Linked DNA regions of Mus musculus: region 2 is linked to region 1. A link is a contact called in public HiChIP or PLAC-seq data. All regions are on one chromosome and are shown on one strand. Each heading gives the region's core, a stretch centred on a gene start, on an enhancer-like site or on the middle of the called end of the contact. The rest is flanking DNA. Distances are from core to core; before and after follow the strand shown. Region 1 has its middle 7.9 kb from the start of A730006G06Rik. Region 2 has its middle 8.8 kb from the start of Trem2.

Region 1 (4,784 bases), core at 1,535-4,034:
GGCCTACATTGCAATTTAACTGTCAGCCGCGTCCTCGCTCAGAGATTGAGCGCCAGGGCAGGGGGTTGGGTGACAGAAGGGGAAGCCGGACTTAGAGGAAAAGCGTCGAGGGTCTGACCGGTCAAACGCGGCTGGACCCAGAACCCTAAGGTGGAGTTTCAAATCTGATCCCACTAGGGGCTCTTTTTAAGGGCGTCTACACGGCAGGGTCCAGGAGGAGCAGCAGCCGGCAGGACTTGAGGGGCACAGATTTATTGCCCGCGTCCAAAGTGGTGCTTTTGATCCCAAATGAATGGATTCTTTCTGGTGGGACTGCTTGGCGTCGGGCGAAGAAGGGAACCGACTTAGGAAGCTAGAGATCCCGGACACTGGAAGCAATGTTTACACACACACACACACACACACACACACACACACACACACACACCTCTTTTTTTTTTACACCAGTAGAAGAACTCCCATTTGAAGCTTAGGTAAAGAAAAGTCTCCCAGGCTCACATCTGTTCCCTTAACCAAAGTGCAAGGACGGGAGTCCCTAAAGCTCAGGGCACATATGTGCCGGAAAGGTGCGCGCCCGCAAACGAGTGGCCCGCATGCCTGACGAGTTCTGGTTGCACTGTACAGCTCAGGAGACTACAGAAAAGTCAAGGTTTGGGACTGCCGAGGAGTCTTGAGTCTCGGCAGCCAGCAAGGTGCGCCCCTTAACCTAGGGCAGGTGCAGAGACCACCAGGGAGCGAGCCCAGAAACGTGCAGGAACGCCTGTGCGCTCAGCATCTCGGGAAAGCACTTGGCCCGCAACTTAGACAAGGAGCTGGGGAAGGAGAAAGCCCCCTCTGGGAGACAATACTTAGGACAGGTGGTCAGATACGGGCTACAGACTCTGGGTGAGTGAAAGTGACCCGAAGCCAGCAGGAGCTTCACACCCAAACTTTTCTCAAGCCATCAGCTTGGTCCACATTTCGCCGAGAAGGAATTCGAACGATGCGGGCGCACCGCCGACTCTCTCATCCTCTAGGCCTTGAGGTTCCGAAGAGCTCCAACGGTAGCCCTTAGGGGGACGAGGGCGTGGGGGATCCCACGGTGCCTCTACGACAGACAGGCGAGATCGCTAGGCCCACGCAGCGCGGCATTTCCCGGAGTAGGTGACTCCATCCTGCTAAGATTCCAGGTTCTCAACTCTTCCCCGCAGTGTTCACGCACGTGCAGCGGCTGGCCTCTCTAGAACCAAGACAAACGAGGGTGGCGCTGTCGCGTCCACGGTGACTTACATTTCCTTCCTCCCAGCAGAGTTCGGAGCGGCCTGGGGACATCCTCCCCCTGGTGGCCCGAGCCCTATTTATTTATTTATTTATTTATTTGAAGATCTTGAATAAACTACCCTCAAAGCGAGCCTGGCTGCGAGCCTGGCTGCGAGCCTGGTTCATCCTTGGTTGAATACTCTCGGTTATAAGCTAAAACTTTGCTCTGGTCCGACCCATGGTGGCCAGGCTGTGCCAAGCCGAGCCTTTTCCCGTGCCTCCCCGACCCTCCGTGTCCCTCTCCATTGCGGGGGCACGTCTAGAAGCGGTCCCCAACCTTGTTAGGCTTCCTGTCACCTCCCCTTCTCTCTTTGGCGTTTAAAGACCCTAGCTAGCACTTAGACCTGGTGTGCGGCCACAGCAGGAGAGTGTTGCTGATGGGAGCCAGGTGGCAGCAAGGCTGGGGGAGCCCCAGGGGTGACCCAAAGTGATGGGGTTCCCCCGTGCTGAACGCGCTGGGGGAAGAGGGCAACTCTGGGCGCCTGACAGTGCTGGCCAGGGTCCGGTCCGGGTTGGGGGGCGCCGCAGAGGGCGGGCGCGTCTCCGGCGGGGTCAGGGGCGAAAGGGCACGCGGAGGGCAGCGCGCGGGGAGCCGGCGCGGAGGCTCAGGTTACCCGGCCCAGCCCTCCCACCCGCAGCTTCGCTCGCGGGGGGGCCGGGGCAAGCTCCGGCCGCCCCCCAACCCCCGCTGTTTGCATTTCTCTGGCAGGCGGCGGAGCTCGGCTTGAAAGAAATGGCCTTAGTTCGGAACGGTGTTTATTTTTCTTAACTAGCCAGTGCACACAGACGACCCCGTGAGCCAGGCGACCGGACCAGGCCGATCCTGCGCTTGGGAAAGGGGTCAGGACAAGGGGCCAGCCCGGCGACAAGGGGGAGCTGGGAATGGGCTCTGGTCCCCCCCGCCCCCCCGCAGCGGCCGGGCTGGGGGAGGGGTCGTGGCTGGCATGAGGATGACTTTGTTCCATGAAGGCAAACAGACCTGCTGTGGTTGCCTTAGGTTTGACCTTGCACGAGGCCGGGCAGACAAGTGGCGAAGCCTTTTGGTTTCAACGTCCTGTTTTCTTGGATTTAAGTTCATCGTTCCTGATTGTTTAGTTCTAACACCTGGCGGACAAAGGCACCTTTGAAACTCAGTTTCCTCCTCAGCTCTCACGGAGTACTTTGCTCAGTGGATGCTGTAAGGGTTTAGAATGGCATTCTTAGGACAGAGCCTGGAACTTGCAGAGACGTCTAGAGATCAGCCCTTTGGGTGGGGACTGTGGCCACCCGAGGACGGCAAGGGTGGGGCCCCCAGGAAATCTGCTTGAGATGGGAGCCTAAGACTCTCCAGCAGAAGGAAAAAACTGAGGGCTGAGGAAGTGTTCTGAGCGTTTTGACAGGAGATGAATAAAATGCAAATAATATTCAAAGCAAGATGCTAATGAGGTTCTATTCTTTGAGCGGCCACAGCCCTTGCAGGGTCCAAAATGACGTTAGAGCTGGAGTGAATTCGAGCCCTGGGCAGGGTCCCGTAGTCCGAGTCTCGGGTGTGCGCCATGGTTGAGAGTGTGGGTGTGTGAGTGTGGCTCGCGCTTCTTCTTCCTTCTCCGGAATGTGCGGTGCGGGCTCCGGGTGTGCTCGCACCGACTTGAAAATGAGGTCAGGGAAGGTCGTTCCACTCTGCAGCATAAATCAAAGAGGAAAGGAGAGTGAATGTGAGAGACGGTCCCTGGAGACGAGAGAGAGAGAGAGAGAGAGAGAGAGAGAGAGAGAGAGAGAGAGAGAGAGAGAGAAGAGGGAGGTGTAGAGCGAGTAAAGAGTAAAGAGGGAGGGAGGGAACAAAAGTTCTGTGTAGACTCTGCTAGAAGCTCTTCCATCCTCCGCATCCAGCCCCCATCCTTAACTCTCTCTCTTTCTGTTTCCCTGTCTCTCTCTGTCTGTCTGTCTGTCTGTCTCTCTCTTCAGCCCCTCCTCTTCCGTCCAGGGTCTTACTGTGTAGCCCCGGGTGTCCTGGAACTTACTACATAAATCAGGCTAGCCTCCAACTCACAGAGATCCGCCCGCCTCTGCCCCCTCCCCCAAGTGCTGGTGCGTGGACCATCTCTTCCCAACTTTAATCTTCCCGTCCAAACACTGTGTGTAAATCGTGAAACTCCTGTACTCAACCTCCTCCCACGGAGTGTGTAAACGCCCTAGTGCGCTCTCAGCTCTGCTAGGAGGGTGGTGGTGGCAGCTCCCTGAGGGGGATCTCAATGAATCCTTTGGGAAGCGACTGCCCTCTGCCATCCCTCTGCCTCAAATCTCCGTTACCCTGTGCAAGTCAGCCTCTTCATCTCCCCCAGTAAATTGGCTACTGTGTCTCCATGTCCCCTCCACCTCTGCTCTCTGTGGGCCGTCACAGAGTGTCATTCCTCCAGGAACCCAGGCGGGTGATCCCAGTGGGTGATCTCCGGAACCCCAGGCTGCTCCTGAGCTGGGGCAGACAGGAGATTTCCATGCTACGCTTGCTCTCTGGAAGCCAGAGGACCGTGGTTGTGAATGTAACGCCCACCCTCCTACATCTGGGAGACATACGTGCAGACAAATGAGTAGGTGGATGGGTCACTCCTTTGGGGCAGCACCTCCGTGGTGACCTGGCTCGCATGATGTCCACTAGCCACCAGAGAAAGGAAAAGACTGTATAGGGCTGGATGGCGGCGCCTTTCCCTTCCATCTGTGCCTGGGTCTGGCCGTCTATGCCGGTATCTCCACTCCTGACAATAAATCACAATACTGAAATTCCACACGGTAGGCACAGCCTAGTGCACCACAATACATATTGAATTAAATGGACAAAGGTCAGACAACCAGCAGAATCCTTCTTAGGTGTCTACATTTGCTAGGTCCTGCATTCATTCAACAGACATTTAGTGATGGTCTTTCAAATGGCTCACAATGAAAAGATAAAGTCCGGAGCCTTGGGGCGCTTATGCTCTCTGTGAGGTAGGAACACAACACAAGAACAACAACCCGGAAGTGGTATTAGCTAGGGTAAGTTCTTGCTGTGAAAGAGGTAAAGCTTTCCCCGGAGAATGCTATGGGCAGGGTGGGGGTGGGGGTGGGGATGGGGATGAGCCGCTATGAAATAAGGGATGACCATGCAGACTTCTGGAGGGGGGGGGGCTGCACCGTAGATGGCAGAGAGGACCTCAAATGCAGTGTTGCACGTGGGAGTGTCTGACTTGGAGCCTGAGGAGTTGAGACAGAGGTCAATTGAAGGTCAGGTGGGGCCAGATGATGGTGTGGGGTTTTCAGGCCCTGCTGGGAGGTCTTGGGCTGACTCAGGTAGAGGAATGATGGAATCTGATTTATATTCTTTAAAAATGACCGACAAAGACGGAGGGGATTTAACTAAGTAAGTTATCTTGGGTTTTCAGGCTTACGTTTCAGATTGCCCTGGTTCAGTGTGTAGAATATTGAACACCTAGGCCGGGAGATACCCTGCATTTCACACAATACATTTTGAA
Region 2 (4,784 bases), core at 616-3,115, 240 kb after region 1:
GAGTCCATGTGGGGGTTATACTTGGAGTGGGAGGGGGCTCTGAGGAGAAGACCTGATCTGTCACCACCCAATGGAGGACAGAGGTGAAGCCACAGGGAGGTGCAGAGGCTCGGGGCTGTTATGAAGCAAGAGGCAGAGGAGTGATGTCCGTTTCTTTGGGACATGGATGCTGAGGAGAAGGACTTGAGAAACACAGCAGTGGTGTTCTGGTTAGCGGTCCATTACAGTGATAAACACCATGACCAAGAGTCCTTTGGGGAAGAAGGGATTTATTTGGCTTTCACGTCCTCATCAAGAGCCATTAACGATGGAAGTCAGGGAAGGAACCTGAAGGCAGGAACTGAAACAGAAACTATGGAGGAATCCTGGTTACCACCCACTCTGCTCCCCAACGGATAGAAGGAGACCACCTACCCAGGTACCACCCTCAATGAGCTGTGGCCTCCCCATATCAATCATGAATCGGGAAAATGCCCCACTGTGTTGCCGACAGGCCAATCCTATGGTAACATTATCCCAATTAATTTTCCTCTTCCCAGATGGTCTTAGAGCTTCTGTCAAGTTAACAAACCGCTAACCAGCACAGGGATGTAACCTCTGATGAGAAGTCTGGTGGCCAGTCTTGGAAAGACACTAAATCTTGAAGGAGCTGGGAAAGATTCTGCCCCCAAAGAGAGATCAGTGTGAGGGTGGTTTGGTGACCCTAAGCAAGTAGCCTGAGAAGTTCTGGTCCTTTGGTTGAGTTAATGAGAGGAGAGAATTTGAAAGAGGCAGAAGCTCCCACAGACATGGGAGTCACATTGTTGTTGAGCTGTAGGTGAGCTAGCTGTGGTAACACACCACCCGGACACGAGCTTGCTTCTCATCCCAGCTCCAGTGTCAGTTACCAAGGAGGCTCTGCTCCACACAGACATCCAGGCACCCACGTTCTTTCCCACAAGGGTGTCTGTCACCTTGAGAAACTAGAGCATCTGGGGGGACCGTCTCCATCCAGGTGAAGAAAGGGAGAGGACATGGGGGATTGAATCAGAGGTCTGTGGGCCAGGTCTGCAGCCAGTAAACTTCATTTCTTGTAAAACACAGTATATAGCCAGCTCTGGTTGCACAAGAATTTAAAAGATGTAGGCTACCCGGGCGGTAGTGACACACGCCTTTAATCCCAGCACTTGGGAGGCAGAGGCAGGCGGATTTCTGAGTTCGAGGCCAGCTTGGTCTACAGAGTGAGTTCCAGGACAGTCAAGGCTACACAGAGAAACCCTGTCTCGAAAAACCAAAAAAAAAAAAAAAAAAAAAAAAAAAAAAAGATGTAGGCTAGCCTTTTTTCTTCTTCTTCTTCTTCTTTTTTTAGGACATTAAACAAGCTGAGTGTGGGGGACCACGCCTGTAATCCCAGCACTCTGGAGGCAGAAGCAAGAGGGTCTCTGTGAGTTCTAGGACAGCCTGGGCTACACGGAAAGACTGTGTTAAACAAACACAAAAGAAACCCAAAGAGAGGTTTTATCCTAAGTATTGACAGCACTCATGTGTGCTGGGGGTGTTGGCTTCTTCGTAAGTGTTCTCATAACTTGAGTTATAATTTCTACACACGGGTCTTCAAATTTTAATTTTTCTTAGTTGCTGCTTTAAAATCTCCCCTTAAAAAGACTTAAATTGAATCTTTAATTGAGTCTCAATTTCCAGCAACCAATTTAAGAATGATTCTTGCTTGCTTTTCAAATTCAGAAGCAAATGATAATTTTAGGGTAGATGTTCCATAACTTTAAAAATAGCTTTAGGAACATTTGGGGGTTAACAGAGGTCAGTCTGGCCTTGGCTCTGGCTTTATCTCTTGCCACTAAGAGGGCTGTGACCCAGCATAGACAGGACAACGTAGGGAAACAGCGCCACCGTGCGGAGAGTCTACTGAGGCTGGCCGTGAAACCTGGTTCTGGTCTTTATGTTCAGTAAAGCAGAGATTCTCTAATAACCCTTTTCTGTGAAGGCATTAATGCCTCCATCAGGACAGAAAGAGCCTTTAGGCGGCAGAGCATCCTTGTCTTCCAGCTCTGCCACCTCCAAGGACCCCTACATGTTCATCCATTGAGAAGCTCTCTGAACTCTGTCTCATCACAGAAGCTTCACCATCACCAGGACACAATGACATCATTGGCCATGGTTGACTACTTATCTTCAGCCCCTATCCTTCCCTGAAATTTGAAAGTAGACCTGAAATTCTCAGCCCTCTTAGCCTGGTTCTCCCCCGGCAACTAGCCCCCATCTTGACGCTAGCTCAGAGCCCACCAAGGGGCTCCTACCACTTAGGAAATGTAGGTGTTCCTGTCAGCTGTTCCCCATTCAGACAACTACAGCTATCTCAGGAGATCAAAGTCAGGAATCCAGAGTGAAAAACCCCAAATGGAACAAAGTACTCACATCTACAAGGACATTAGGGATTCTGTCTCAAGAACCTGATCTAGAGACCAAATACGAATTTTTATTACATCATAGCGTCACAAAAACACTCACAAAAGAGAGGCAGAGAGGGGGAGAATATGCAGGAGAAAGATTAAGAAGCAGGGGAGGGAGAGGAGGGGGAGAGAGAGAAGGGAGAGAGGGGGAGAATATGCAGGGCAAGAGTAAAAAGCAGAGGAAAGGGAGGACGGGAAGGGAGAATGAGGAAGAAGGCGGGCAGGAGGCAAAGAAACACATGAACTGAGTACCAACTTTGCATAGTCGTTTGTCTGCTTCCTCGGGTGTAATATGCCCTAAGAATAAAGCAGCGCTTAAAGTGATAACAGCGTCAGAGAGCACAGTGTTGGCAGGGGCATTGCTGCCACTATCCTGTGACTTTTGTACCACCTATGTGACACAAAGCAAATGAGTTGTTATTTGAGCCTCTAACACTACTGTTTGGAGGTAAGGTTCTCTGGGTGGGAGAAAGACAAAGACACATGATGAAGGTGGTAACTCCATCTGAATTTCCATAGAACTCCATAGAATTTTTTTCTATGAATTACTTTATTATTATGGGGGGGTCACAGTTGACATAATCTGGACATAGAGAGAGATCAGGTGACAGCTTTGTGGCATTGGTTCTTTCTATCTACCTTTATGGGGGTTCTAAGGATTAAACTCAAGTTCTCAGGCTTGGGCATCAAGAGCCTTCACCCCTGCTGAATCATCTCAAGGGTCCTCATCTTAGTTTTCTATTGAAAGTGTCTAACAAACAATTAGTCAATGTAATCCTGTAATCCCAGTAGTAGGGATGTGGAAGGCAGAAGGATCAGGAGATCACAGTTATCCTAAGATATAATTCAAGTTTAAGGTTAGCCTGGTCTATATAAGGTGCCATCTTGAAAAAATAAAGGATTGAAGAGTTCTTGCCTCTACCCACTAAAAAAAGCCCAGAATTAGTGACTAGCCCAGTAGCAACGAGGCCCCATAGTATCCAGATTGTGGTCATCATAGTTTCATTTCTGTCGCTGTGATAAAAGGTACTAACAAAAGCAGCTTTAGGAGGGAAAACAACAACAACAACAACAACAAACCATTTATTCAGCCTACAATTCCAGGTTACAGTCTGCTGTCACAGAGAAGCGAAGGTAGGAACCTGAAGCAGCTAGTCACATTCAGGGTCAAAGGCACAGAGAGAATAAATAAATGCATGCTTCTTGTGTTCAGCCACCTCTCTTCACTCATCTAGTCCAGGATCCCCTACCTAGGGAATGGTGCCACCCATGGTGGGCTGGGTCTTCCTACATCAGTTAACACAGTGAAGATCATAACTCATACACTCTTCTACTGGCATGCCCACAACCGACCTGATCTAGACAACCCCTGACTGAGACTGTCTTCTCAGGTGATCCTTGGCTGTACTAAATTAATGATTGTTGCAGGATATTTGATCACACTGAGAACTCTGAGATTGTGTTAACTGAAAACAAACAAACAAACAAACCTGTTTTTAATTGTAGCATGGCTCAGCCTTTAATCACACCTTTAATCCCTCTGGCTAGAATACAGACATGTCTTTAGTATACACTTTTAATCCCAAACAGTAAAGGTAAAATTAGTTTGTAGTTGGAAGCACCCATGTTGCAAGTGATGTCTAATTGAGTGGCAGAGAAAGTGAAAAGTCAGAGAAAGATTCAACAGAATAGAATCTGCCCAATTCTCCCAAGAAGAGAGAGGAACGGGAAGCTACTTGAGGGGCAATGTAGAGAGAGAGCAAAGGCAGTTTTATTGGGAGAGTTTTATAAAGACAGGTTGCAGAGAGAACAAGCTTGACACAGATGAAGACAGAACGAGACAGAGAATGAGAAGGAGCCAGAAGGTTAGGACATATTGCTAGAGTTAGTTCAAGGCCAAGCAGAGCAAAAAGCCAGAGGCCAAGAGAGAAGTCAGAGTGAATCAGTCAACTTGGAGTGGAGTTTGAACCAGAACGGCTAGCTGAGTTGAGCAGCCAGCCAGAGTTCAGAAAGAGCTAGAAAGGATGCACTTATTTAGCAGTAAGTCTCAGAGGCTGAAAACCTTCTAGGCCTAGATAAGATTGTATAGAGATTTGAAGCTTCCAGGACTAGGCCTAGGTTAGCAGACAGAGGTAGTAAGCCTCCAAGAAGACAATCACACCAGAAGAATAAAATATACTTTTACAGATGATCACATACACTGCAGTGTTCTTGAAATACATTTTAAAAAAATTTTTGGGTCAGGTTCTCCCTACATATCCCAGGCTGTCCTTCAAAGCAATCTTCTTGCCTTGACTTTACAACTGTTGGGATCACAGGCCTCTGCAATGACAAATG

Evidence for each region. HiChIP or PLAC-seq counts read pairs in DNA pulled down with a chosen protein or histone mark.
Region 2: a CTCF HiChIP or PLAC-seq map of pro-B cells shows a contact between it and region 1, with 19 times the contacts expected there. The contact joins two enhancer-like sites. A contact is called at or near these places in 3 of 39 promoter capture datasets (embryonic stem cells, hippocampal neurons and neural stem cells), 5 of 15 datasets of contacts at CTCF or cohesin (embryonic stem cells, large pre-B cells, pro-B cells and 1 more), 70 of 484 Hi-C or Micro-C datasets (the 63-12 cell line, the AtT-20 cell line, B cells and 41 more), 10 of 115 datasets of contacts at active chromatin or transcription factors (astrocytes, bone marrow-derived dendritic cells, bone marrow-derived macrophages and 5 more) and 4 of 9 other capture datasets (adipose tissue, embryonic stem cells, liver and 1 more).

Annotation. Positions count from the first base shown.
Region 1 is chr17:48,095,872-48,100,655 of GRCm38.p6, forward strand. It overlaps a transcript of 9830107B12Rik not described here. Among named protein-coding and RNA genes, the nearest start is that of A730006G06Rik, 7.9 kb to the left of the region's middle. Within about 2 kb of position 2,785, at least 68 of the 459 cell types and tissues checked have an H3K27ac peak or open chromatin away from gene starts, as enhancers often do. A contact at or near this core is called in the CH12 cell line and pro-B cells, where this site is marked.
Region 2 is chr17:48,335,181-48,339,964 of GRCm38.p6, forward strand. No RefSeq gene overlaps it. Among named protein-coding and RNA genes, the nearest start is that of Trem2, 8.8 kb to the right of the region's middle. Within about 2 kb of position 1,866, at least 7 of the 459 cell types and tissues checked have an H3K27ac peak or open chromatin away from gene starts, as enhancers often do. A contact at or near this core is called in the CH12 cell line and pro-B cells, where this site is marked.